Linked DNA regions of Cricetulus griseus: region 2 is linked to region 1. Evidence: chromatin contacts called from public Hi-C data. All regions are on one chromosome and are shown on one strand. Each heading gives the region's core, a stretch centred on a gene start, on an enhancer-like site or on the middle of the called end of the contact. The rest is flanking DNA. Distances are from core to core; before and after follow the strand shown.

Region 1 (5,411 bases), core at 2,555-5,054:
AATTTGGGAGGAGGCACTGGGCTAGAGTTCAGAGCAACGCAGGCTGACTTTAGGGGCAGTTGTGACTAGATGAGGCTAGAAGTTCTGTAGACACATGTGGGTCTTTCTGGTTATGTATGGAGAAGAGGGCAGAGAGCAAAGAGCAATCAGTTAACAAATTGAAAGTGGGGCTAACAAAGAAAGCCAAGAAAGAGGTCAGATAAAGAACAAAATCAAGATAGCCTAATACAAAGCCAGACAAGAAGGGAAGACTGCCAGACCATTCCAAAGTTAACTGTTGGAGAAAAGTTGATCAGAAAACAAACTGAAAAAGAGCCCAGGAGATAAGGCTTGCTGAGTACTTGGGCTATTGGTGGCTTTCACTAGACTGTTTCCCTTATGTTTAGATCTTTGAGACTGGTGTTTTAAAATGGACTTTTAAAAGAGAACTTTCTTGCACCAGAAATCGCTGCAAATGCTGATTTTTGAAAACACAAATGTGCTTATAGCCTTACATTTTTCTTTAGGCTAAACAATTCTTGCACAAATAAGCAAAAAGGAAGCGACATTCCTTTTTCCTTAAAGCATATAGGGCACACTCAAAAGGCCATTACTAAAAAGGTTGGAAGTGATTGCAGCAATTTTTCTCTGTAGGAAAGGAAATAACTCAGATTCAGGAAAAGTTGCTTGCTGACAAGGCGGTTAGTCACATGTCTCCACAAAGGAAGTTGCGAGATTTTTTTTTTTTTTTTAAGGCCACAGTTCAATGGAAATTGGGGACTTTGCTTCACTGAAATAAAGCTCTCTTCAGTTATACTGAATGGAATGTGGGAACAAACAGCAACAATAGCATAGGATGGTGATGCCTCCAAATGCCCCAACTGTCAATCAGATTGTTTGCTGAAAGAGCAAACATCCTGGAATATAAGGAAGTTGATAGAGTATCCTTGGCTGTTCAACATCATCTCCTATGTATACTGACATACTTACTTCAGTAACAAAACATCAAAAAGAAACGACTGCAATGTGTATGGCATTCCCCTTTGGTAAATATTAGATTAATAGCTTCTCATATAAATGTTCAATTTTATTCTGTATACTTTTAGATGAAACAGTGTCAAACTTGTGATCCATTTGCCTCAGCCTCTTAAGTAGTTGGGATTGCAAGTGTATACTTCCATTTCCAGTTTAAAATGTTTGTTTCAGTTGTTAATTGTTTTTTATTTTATTTATTTAAATTAGAAACAAGCTTCTTTTACATGTCAATCCCAGTTCCCTCTCCCTTCCCTCCTCCTCTGCCCCCCTCCCCCACCAGTCCCCTATCCCAACCCCTTTGTGCTCCCCAGGGAGGGTGAGACCTTCCATGGAGGATCTTCAAAGTCTGTCATATCATTTGGAGCAGGTCCTAGACCCTCCCCAGTGTGTCTAGGCTGAGAGAGTATCCCTCTATGTGGAGAGGGCTCCCAAAGTTCACTTGTGTACTAGGGGTAAATACTGATCCACTACCAGTGGCCCCATAGATTGTCCAGACCTCCAAACTGACCTCCTCCTTCAGGGGGTCTGGAACAGTCCTATACTTGTTTCCCAGCTATCAGTCTGGGGTCCATGAGCAACCCCTTGTTCTGGTCAGCTGTTTCTGTGGGTTTCTCCAGCCTGGTCTTGACCCCTTTGCCCATCACTCCTCCCTCTCTGCAACTGGATTCCAGAGTTCAGCTCAGTATTTAGCTGTGGGTGTCTGTGTCTGCTTCCATCAGTTACTAGATGAAGGCTCTAGGATGGCATGTAAGGTAGTCATCAATCTTATTATCGGGGGAAGGGCATTTGAGGTAGTCTCTCAACTATTGCTTAGATTGTTACTTGGGGTCAACCTTATAGATCTCTGGACATTTCCCTGGTGCCAGAATTTCCTTTAAACCTACAATGGATCCCTCTATGATGGTATCTCTTTTCTTGCTCTCCTCTATTCTTCCCCTGACTAGATCTTCCTGTTCCCTCATGTCCTCCTCTCCCCTCCTCTGGTCCCCTTCTCATTCTTCTAACTCCCTCTCCCCTCCTGCCATGCTCCCCATTAGCTTAGGACATCTTGTCCCTTTCCCTTTCTCCGGGGGACCATGTATGTCTCTCTTAGGGTCCTCCTTGTTTCCTAGCTTCTCTGGCTGTATAGATTGTAGACTGCTACTTCTTTGCTCTAGATCTAAAATCCATATTTGAGTGAGTACATACCATTTTTGTCTTTTTGTGACCGGGTTACCTCACTCAGGATGGTTTCTTCTAGTTCCATCTATTTGCCTGCGAATTTCAAGATTCCATTGTTTGTTTGTTTTGTTCTCCCTCTAAGTAGTACTCTATTGTGTAAATGCACCACATTTTCTCCATCCATTCTTCTAACCCAGAAATTGTGTAGAATATGTACAGATTTAAAAAGTATGAAGGAAAGAGGGAGATAATTAAATTCTTAGTTTTTTGGTTTTTTTGTTTGTTTGTTTTTTGCCCCTGCTGAGGATCATAGTAGCCTTAATGGCAGAGTGGGTGACTTTTGCCTTATTCTCAGAGAGTTAGAAAGTTCTCTGCACACTAAGAGCGATCTGCTGAGCTCCCCAAATGCCACTGGATGCTAGTCTCATTAGGAATAAAACTCCGTCAGAGATGGTGACACGTGGCACTAATCCCAGCACTTGGGAGGTAGAGACAGGAGTACCAAGAATTCAAAGCCATCTTCAGCTATCTAGTGGCTTGAGGTCAGCTTGAACTGCATGAGACCTGTCTCAAACTACAACAAAAGAACTTTGTATCTCTAACCTTAGACCTGTTAATTATTTTGAAATAAATATTGGTAGATATGGATAAACTGAATTGCATTTTCTCAGATGTCTCACTATAGACTGTCTCACTCTTATTCAAGTTACCAGCTCCTGACTCTCCATCAGAAAGATCCACTAAACCACAGGAAGCACAAAGATCACAACCTAGATCTTGTGCATTTCCCTAGGACTCTATAACCCATTGTCACCTCAGAAACTGATCCAACTAATGTGGGAGTCCCTTCTACACAGTGAAGCAATTGTCTTAAATGCCTTGATTTAGTCATCAGCATACAAGGTTCAATTCTAATCTATGCATTCTTATACATAAACTGTGTGATCATGAATGGTGACTGGCCACAGTAAGAAAAATCAGGATTGCTAAATGCCTTTTTTCTCAAGACTGTACATGATACTGCATGTCACACACTTGTTACATTGCTTGGTGCTTAGATGTTAGTTGAGATAAAAATTACTTGACTGTTTATAGCTATCCTGAACTCACTATTTAAATAGTAGCTTATTCCTCTTTTGAAATCTCAAAATATTACAAAGTCTTTCCTTTTTTTTTTAAAGAGTTTTAAGCCAAAACTCTTTCTTCTTATTTATTTTGCCTGCTAATCCCAAATCTATTTCCTTAAGCACAGCTTGATATGTCCAGTTTCTGAAATATTTTTAAGCCACACAGTACCGAACTGTTCACTCCTGGGAAATAGATAAATGAGACATAACCCCATGCTAAAATAACATTAGGTAACAGAAGAGATAAGACATACCTACAGATACATGGATAGGACACATATATAAGGTATTTGGCTGTCCAGAAATACAAGATGTAAAATGAATCACTGTTTAAACAGAACCTGAGTACAAAGTACAAAAACAAATGGCAACTGAGACCCAAAGGAGGATGTGAAGTCTAACGGGGATTGAGACATCTTTGTGGAAAGAATTGTACCCTGCCCTGAAGGACATGTGAGACACCAGGAGCCGCCTGAGAGGAGGAGCAAGGGCACAAGTGCCCGGGCTACACAGAAAACAAACAGAGCAGCAGATTTTCCCAACTGTGTGAAGTACACGCGTCTCCAAGGCTTCAAGGGAAGTGTCTGTCTACATATGTACCAAACACTGTGAATAGCTGGGATGACAAAAAAAATGTATCCAAAGTAATTTTCTTAACTTCAACTTATTTACTCATATGATTAGCAACAAAGCCATCATTCTGTGTTTCCTTCATCAATGAGTATTTGAAGTACAACTAACACAGCAAGTTTGGGGAAATTGTTAATTTTAAAGGGATCTATCTACTGAAGAAGAGTGCAGGGCTATCAGGTCAAAGTTCACTCTCTCCAGGAGTCAGTCCTTCTTGGCAATGGGTAGAGTTTCTTACTGGCTTGTCTACTCACAGACATGACTAAAGCCTTTGCTCCTATCTTTGCCTTTTTTCCTGCTACCATTTGGTCCTCATCATACATTTTTTTAATTTCTACTTGCTGGTTTGAGTCCATCCACACACCCATTCCAGCCCCAGGCAGCTAAATTTTACTTAGGATTAAAAAAAAATGACTCTGGGGAGTGAGGAAAACTGTGTGTATGTACAGTTCATTCACTTCCAATATTCTTTCTATGGAATCTGGCTTTAAAATCTATCCTGTGTCTGAATTGTTTACTCTCCATATATGCCACTAACAGCCCAAGCCAAGCTACTCTCATTTTAATGTTGGACTCAGAAGTTTCCAAACTGGCCTTCCAGCACTTGCTTCTTCCTTGTTCCCCTACTTCATTCTCAGGAGAGTTTCTAGAGTGCTCCTGTTGAAGTATATGTCACATCTAAACCCTTTAGCTTTCCTATGGTCTGGCTGCTAATATTGTTTCTTCTTTTAAGTGAGCCCCCTCTTACCCTGTCTTTGCTTAGGACCCATGGTCTCTCCTTCTGGCTGCATCCCTCTGTGTCATCCACTGTGCTTGAACCATGCAAGTAACTCATCTCAAATGATAATGTGATACATACCTAATGAGCTACTCGAAGGTTTTGCCTTTTTGTAGGAATTTATTGTTTGGGCTACAGGAAGAAATTAGCTTGGTCTGAGGAGAAATTGTTTATGGTAAAAATTAGGTTTGTTTGTGATTTGAGAACATCATCTATAAATTCCACTAATAAAACATTTTGTCTTTTTTTACTTTTCCAGTTGACCTACTATACTTTTTCTCAAGTAATCTCTTTCAACACATCATTTTGAATTGTCATTACAAAAGCATTGTTTTCTGTTTGAAAGGATTTTTTTTTCTGTTTTGTGCTCAGAAACTCTAGATTGTCCTAAATGTCCTATCTCCTTGATTACTTGCTCTACAACCTGATTTACAACACTCTTGCTCCAAGCCCTAGCCCTTTGGCATTTCACAGAACTCTCTTAGTCCCTGGCTCTTCTTATCTTGGCAACCAGAGCAATCTTACCCACTAATAGACTCTCCCGCCCCATCTACACGCTGAGTCCTCTTAAGTCCAGTCCAGACTTCATTCCTGAGACTTCATTGCCTTCTAGCTGGCTTTTTCAGTATGTTGAAATGTCACTTCAAACTTAATGCATCCCAAATTCAGCTCATTGCTTTCTTTTACAGTCACTTTTCCCA
Region 2 (5,345 bases), core at 1,722-4,221, 280 kb after region 1:
CATCATACATGCTTATATAAATTCTTTCCTGAGCCACTTGAGTATATAAATTATGTGAAACAATAACTAGTTTCTTAGTGTTTTTTTTTCAGTATGTATCTCTTAAAAGTTATTATCAAAACTTTAAAGCATAACAATTTTATATTATTTGATTGCTTATCTTGAAATCTCTTCATCTGGGTCCAAATTATTTTATAATCCTTGTTTAATCCCTGTTTTATTTCAAATCAAGATCTAATAAATATTAAAAACTTGCTTTGATTATGTGTCATTAGCATACATTTTTGCTAATGCTTTAAACACACATTTGTTATTATTTGAAATTTTTATAGATATGTACAATTATTTTGATCATATCCACCCCTCATTCCACCCTCAGTTTTCCCCAGGACATTCCAGCACATTTCCTTCTCAACTTCACATGTTCATTTTATAATTAATTAATGTATTAATTTAAGCCACAGAGTCCAATTAGTGCTGTCCAAATGCACATTGGTGTTGTGTCATCAATTGGAGCATGGGGAATATACCAGTGGCTGTATTTCTTTTTTTTTTTTCATTATTCTTTTTTTTTATTAAATTATTAATATTTTCACATGTACTTTCCCTCTCCCTCTCCCTCCCCCCCCCATTCCTTCTCCCCCACCTCCAACCTACCCCCCACCCCATCCACCCGCCACTCCCCAGGCAGGGTAGGGCCCCCAACCAGGGCTCCACCAAGTCCACCAAATCTTCCTGTGCTGGGCCTAGGCCCCTCCCCATGTGTTCAGAGACAGAGCGAATCCCTTCAAGTGGGATGGGCTCTCGAAGTCCCTCCCACCCACCAGGACAAAACGCCAGTCCACCTCCAGAGGCCAGTGGCTGTATTTCTAAAGAAAGAGGATTCTTCCTTATGCAACAACGGTCAACTAACTGCCAATAGCTTCTCAACTGGGGCATGGGGCTTCATGAACTCCTCCTTCTACCTGCTGGAATTTTAACTGGTTGGATATCATGCAGGTCCTATGTAGATAATCACAGCTACTGCAATTTCAAGGGCATCATTTCACATCACTCTTCCCTCTCTCTGGATCTTTCTGTCCCCTCTCCTATGATGGTCCTGAAAGACCCCCGGAGGCTCAGGCCCCCAGGATCTTCGTCCAGAACTGCAACGACCCCAATCACCAGGTGGAGGCGGAAACTTGATGCAAACAGCACAAGGCTTCATTGCAGTTGTTTAACGAGCTAACTCCATGTTAGCACGGGACTTTCATCCATCCACCATGGTTGATGGCTAGGAAAAACAGCAAGAAGCCACTGCATAAAGATCTTATAGGGCAGCATAAGGGAAGTGTCTAGGGGTATGCACAGGCTCAGGATTGGTGTGCCTCCAGGCTTGCCCTGTGTTGATTGGTCAACTGGTTGTTATGGCCCATAGGCCCTCCCAGGGTGATTGCTATGCTCTGCATGTCATTGCTGTGCACTTGTCTGTAAAGCACATCCAGAGCCGTAAAGCATAGCACCACCAGCTAACTTCTGATTGGTTCCTGGTCACACACAAGGCAGGCATCTGACCTCCTAGTGACCAAGGCAAGGTCAGGCAAGCCTGTTATGGCTGCCAAAATGGGTAGCTAGTCCCTTCATTCCCTGAGCCTTAGAGGAGGGTTTATATTGATGCTCCGTCTGTGGTTGAGCATTCACAGTAGCTTATTCTCACCACTTTGCACAGTAACACATCTTGGCATTAACCACTGCCCAACTGCAATAAGTCTATTCTCTGGCCAAGATTGGGAGCAGCACATAGCTATGACTATAACATAAATATTTAGATGGCCATAGCATAACATGACCATTTAGAAAAAAACACATCAATACTAGGTGTATTACTTCTTTAGTCATGGCTTTTGACCATGATTATAGTACAGTCATGAATTCCCTTCAGAGGAGTAGGCCTCAAGACCTATCAAGGGAATGGTTGGTTACCCCCACAGACAATCTTTTATTACTATTACACCAATGAGCATGTCTTGCCTGGAGGATTGGTATTAAAACATGTAGGGGCCAGCACTCCATGAGATCATTGATATATTTTCTTCTCAGCAGCCTACCTAGCAAGCACCTTTCAGAAGTGTGAAAGCTGACCAACAGGGAGAGTTTCCTGGACAGTTTAATTTTTATATCTCTGGGTCCTGAAACAAGAGTGGTGTCTTCAGCAATAGGATCTTACCATCTAGTTGAGGTGGGCAGCCAAGAGCCATGGTAATAGCCTGTACTGTTCTTGGGCCTCTCTGAACAATAACTCATAGGGAGGTAACTCATAAAGTCCAATGACTACTATTCTTAAGACACAGACAAATGAAGAACCATACCAATGACAATGTCTAATGAAACCAAGACAAAGATATTACCATGTGATGTAGCAAGTACTCTAATGGGGGAAAAAGAGTCTTGAGTATGTGGGTGAAATATGAGCTGAGCTTAAATACAGATGTCAGGCAACCCATGTGAAGACCAGAATGAGGCAGGTATGGACATAAGGAAAGAGGGATATCATGTGTGACTATAGATGTGTTCCAAATTAGTGAAAGAAAGCCTCACTTGTCTTTGAGGGCTTGGAATACAGTTCAGTGCTAAAGTGCTTGCCTAGCATGAGTAAAGCCATAAGGTCAATAAAAAGGGGGGAGGAAGGAGTTGGGTTACTTTTATCCTGAGGGTTGGAATGCCAATGAAATGCTTTAAGCATTTATCACAGGAATATATGATTCATTTATCACAGGAATATCTTGATGACAGTCCTATGGGGAAGGATCCCATTTGAAGAACAGTTCTATAAGAAGTTAAGGCATTGTCAGACAGGAAGTGAGAGGGGCAGTGGGGGAGGGGAGTGGTAAATTCCAAAGATCTTTGGGAGGGGCTGGGCCAAGCTGATGGGAGGTGAGAATGTGAGTCAGAGAAAGGAGGCTAATGCAGATTGCCTATGTCACATGTCGTAAGAGAATGGTGACTGTTGGGACACTGAGAGAAAAACCTATCCAGACATGTTCACCTGATGAGAAAGTCAGGAATAAGAGCCTCAGCAGGGAAAGGGAGACATGAGGACCCATGAAGGACAAGAGGCTAACAGGGAACACGGTGAGCTGTGGGGGTGGAGAGGGGGCCAAACCAGACAGGGCCTCTAGGTGCATACTGCCAGGTATGGGAACTTGCTAACCAAATCAAAAGGGTGGAGCCAGCAGGAAGGGAAGGGAGCATTGTGGTGTTATTGAAAGCCATCCCTGTGACCACTGTGACCTTCAGGATCCCTTACCCCACTCAAAAAAAAAAAAAAAAAAAAAAAAAAAAAAAAACTGGTCAAAACAATTCATCAAGAATGAAGAAAAATTGTTTCGCTTCTTGAATCTTCTATTTTAAACATTTTATCTTTTGTATTTCCTCATATTTCCAACCAAATGCTATAGTTATAAAGCAGTGCATGCTTTGTTGTGAAAAGATAAATTCTAGATAAAACAAATTAAAGTTCAAGGGGGGGGATCATAAGTCAGATATTAATCCTCCCATGTAGCCCCCCTCTCATTCTCTTTCAGATTCATAGGTGTTCTTTTTTTCCATTGTTGCTACTTATCTATATTTCTAAATACATAAATACAATCTGCTCAGTCTGCATAATACTACTTATATGTATATATCTCAGGGTTGACCATTTGGTATTGGATAATCAATTTGTGTTTTCCCTGGGAAAGACTTTCTCCTGCTCTCAGCATTCCATAGTGACTTGTCGTTCTTTGTGTAGGGTGAGGTCTCATGAACTTTTTTCTGTCCATGTTGTTTTTTTCTTTAAAGATTTTATATATATATATATATATATATATATATATATATATATAATATATGTGTGTGTATTAATTTATATAATTAATATATATATAATTTCACCTACCTGTGTTAGGACACCATGTGCAGTACCCATAGAAGCCAGAAGAGGGCAACAAGAGCCTCTGGAATGGAGCAACCATAGGCAAATTATGAACTACAATGTAGGCACTGAGAACTAAACCCAGGTCCTCAGGAAGAATAACCAATGCTCTTAACCACTGAGCCCTCTCTCCACCCCCCTCCCGATCTCTCAGTTTTAAGTCTTGTTCTCTGATGCAAATGTATTTCCAAGATCTTTAAAAGCTTTAAACTCCAAAGCTGCCCAGAAAGTTTCCCAGCTTTCTGGAGAAGCAAAATAAAGAACAGATGATAAAAATAATGCTGAAGTTAGAAGAAAAGGCAGAAGATGTTAGAGGAGAGCTACTGGTTTTTTGTTTGGGGTTTTGTTTTCACACATTACATAGGAGCCAATCGTGCATGGTGTGAGTTATGATGTTTCTCTTTATGCAGAAGTTTTGAGGTAAGGAAGAGGAAATGACCACAAAAGTCAAAGAAAATCAGCAGAACCCATGTCTGCTCTCCACTTCCACATAACCCACTTTCATCTTCATTACCAGTGAGTCTGGGCATCTTATAGCCAAACACAGCAGAGAGTAAGCACAGTGGAGGAATATGTTTCTTTGACAAACTATGATCTGAACACACTTGGCTCACAAGCCAAGCACGTAGACGTCGTGAGCTTTCACTGAGACATTCATTTGAACATCATCTGCTACACATTAATCTTGGCGGTGGAAGGGTGTGGCTCGGGCTGCCATACACTCGTCTTTTCAGAGCATTAGAGGGGAACGCAGTGCTATCAAACTACACTCAGATCCCTGGGACAGAGGAACCCATTGATCTTGGGCCAGGTGATTGCATTCTCAAATACATCAGTAAAGGCTTTCAATGCACACACAGTGGAACTAGTGTGGTCACCAGCACCATATCACCACACTTGAAATATGACTCCCTTGGCCATTGGTTTCCAGGTTGGTTAACCTATTTCAAGACTCAGGATATCAACTAAATTTTTTAATTGAGTAGAAATGTTATCATTTCTAAAAATTAAACAGCAATAATTTGCATGAAATAGCAATAATAAGTTCTACTTCTAATGTGGAAACAGAGAAACAAGCATATGGACAGGTAACAGGAGTGAACAGTAATCACTTTCCTGGTCAGATGGAATGGGCACAAGTTAGAGGTGAAATTTAGCTGGGCAATAAAGAGGGATACTGATATCCTAAACAGGCATTTGATCCTGGGAGTGATAATGCTGGGAGTAAAAAGGTTCCCCCACTTCCACTACACACCCTCCCAACTTACTATCTCTTCTATACCAACTTGTGGTCTATAATACAGCAGCACAGGATCATCATGGCTCAAGTTTCCTACCCCAGAGATACAGACAGTCATCACTTGCTTAAAACCACTCCTGTGGGAGTGGGAAC

What was found. Hi-C and Micro-C count contacts between places; a contact is called where the count stands out from the background.
Region 2: a Hi-C map of fibroblasts shows a contact between it and region 1, with 6 times the contacts expected there. The contact joins the promoter of Fyb1 here to the enhancer-like site in region 1. A contact is called at or near these places in 3 of 8 Hi-C or Micro-C datasets (the CHO-K1 cell line, fibroblasts and liver).

The regions. Positions count from the first base shown.
Region 1 is chr2:340,027,662-340,033,072 of CriGri-PICRH-1.0, forward strand. No RefSeq gene overlaps it. Among named protein-coding and RNA genes, the nearest start is that of Dab2, 130 kb to the right of the region's middle. Within about 2 kb of position 3,805, at least 2 of the 6 cell types and tissues checked have open chromatin away from gene starts, as enhancers often do.
Region 2 is chr2:340,306,788-340,312,132 of CriGri-PICRH-1.0, forward strand. Fyb1 (FYN-binding protein 1) reads left to right here and starts at 2,972. Exons shown (of 19, transcript XM_035440592.1): 1 at 2,972-3,111. The coding sequence starts at 3,082.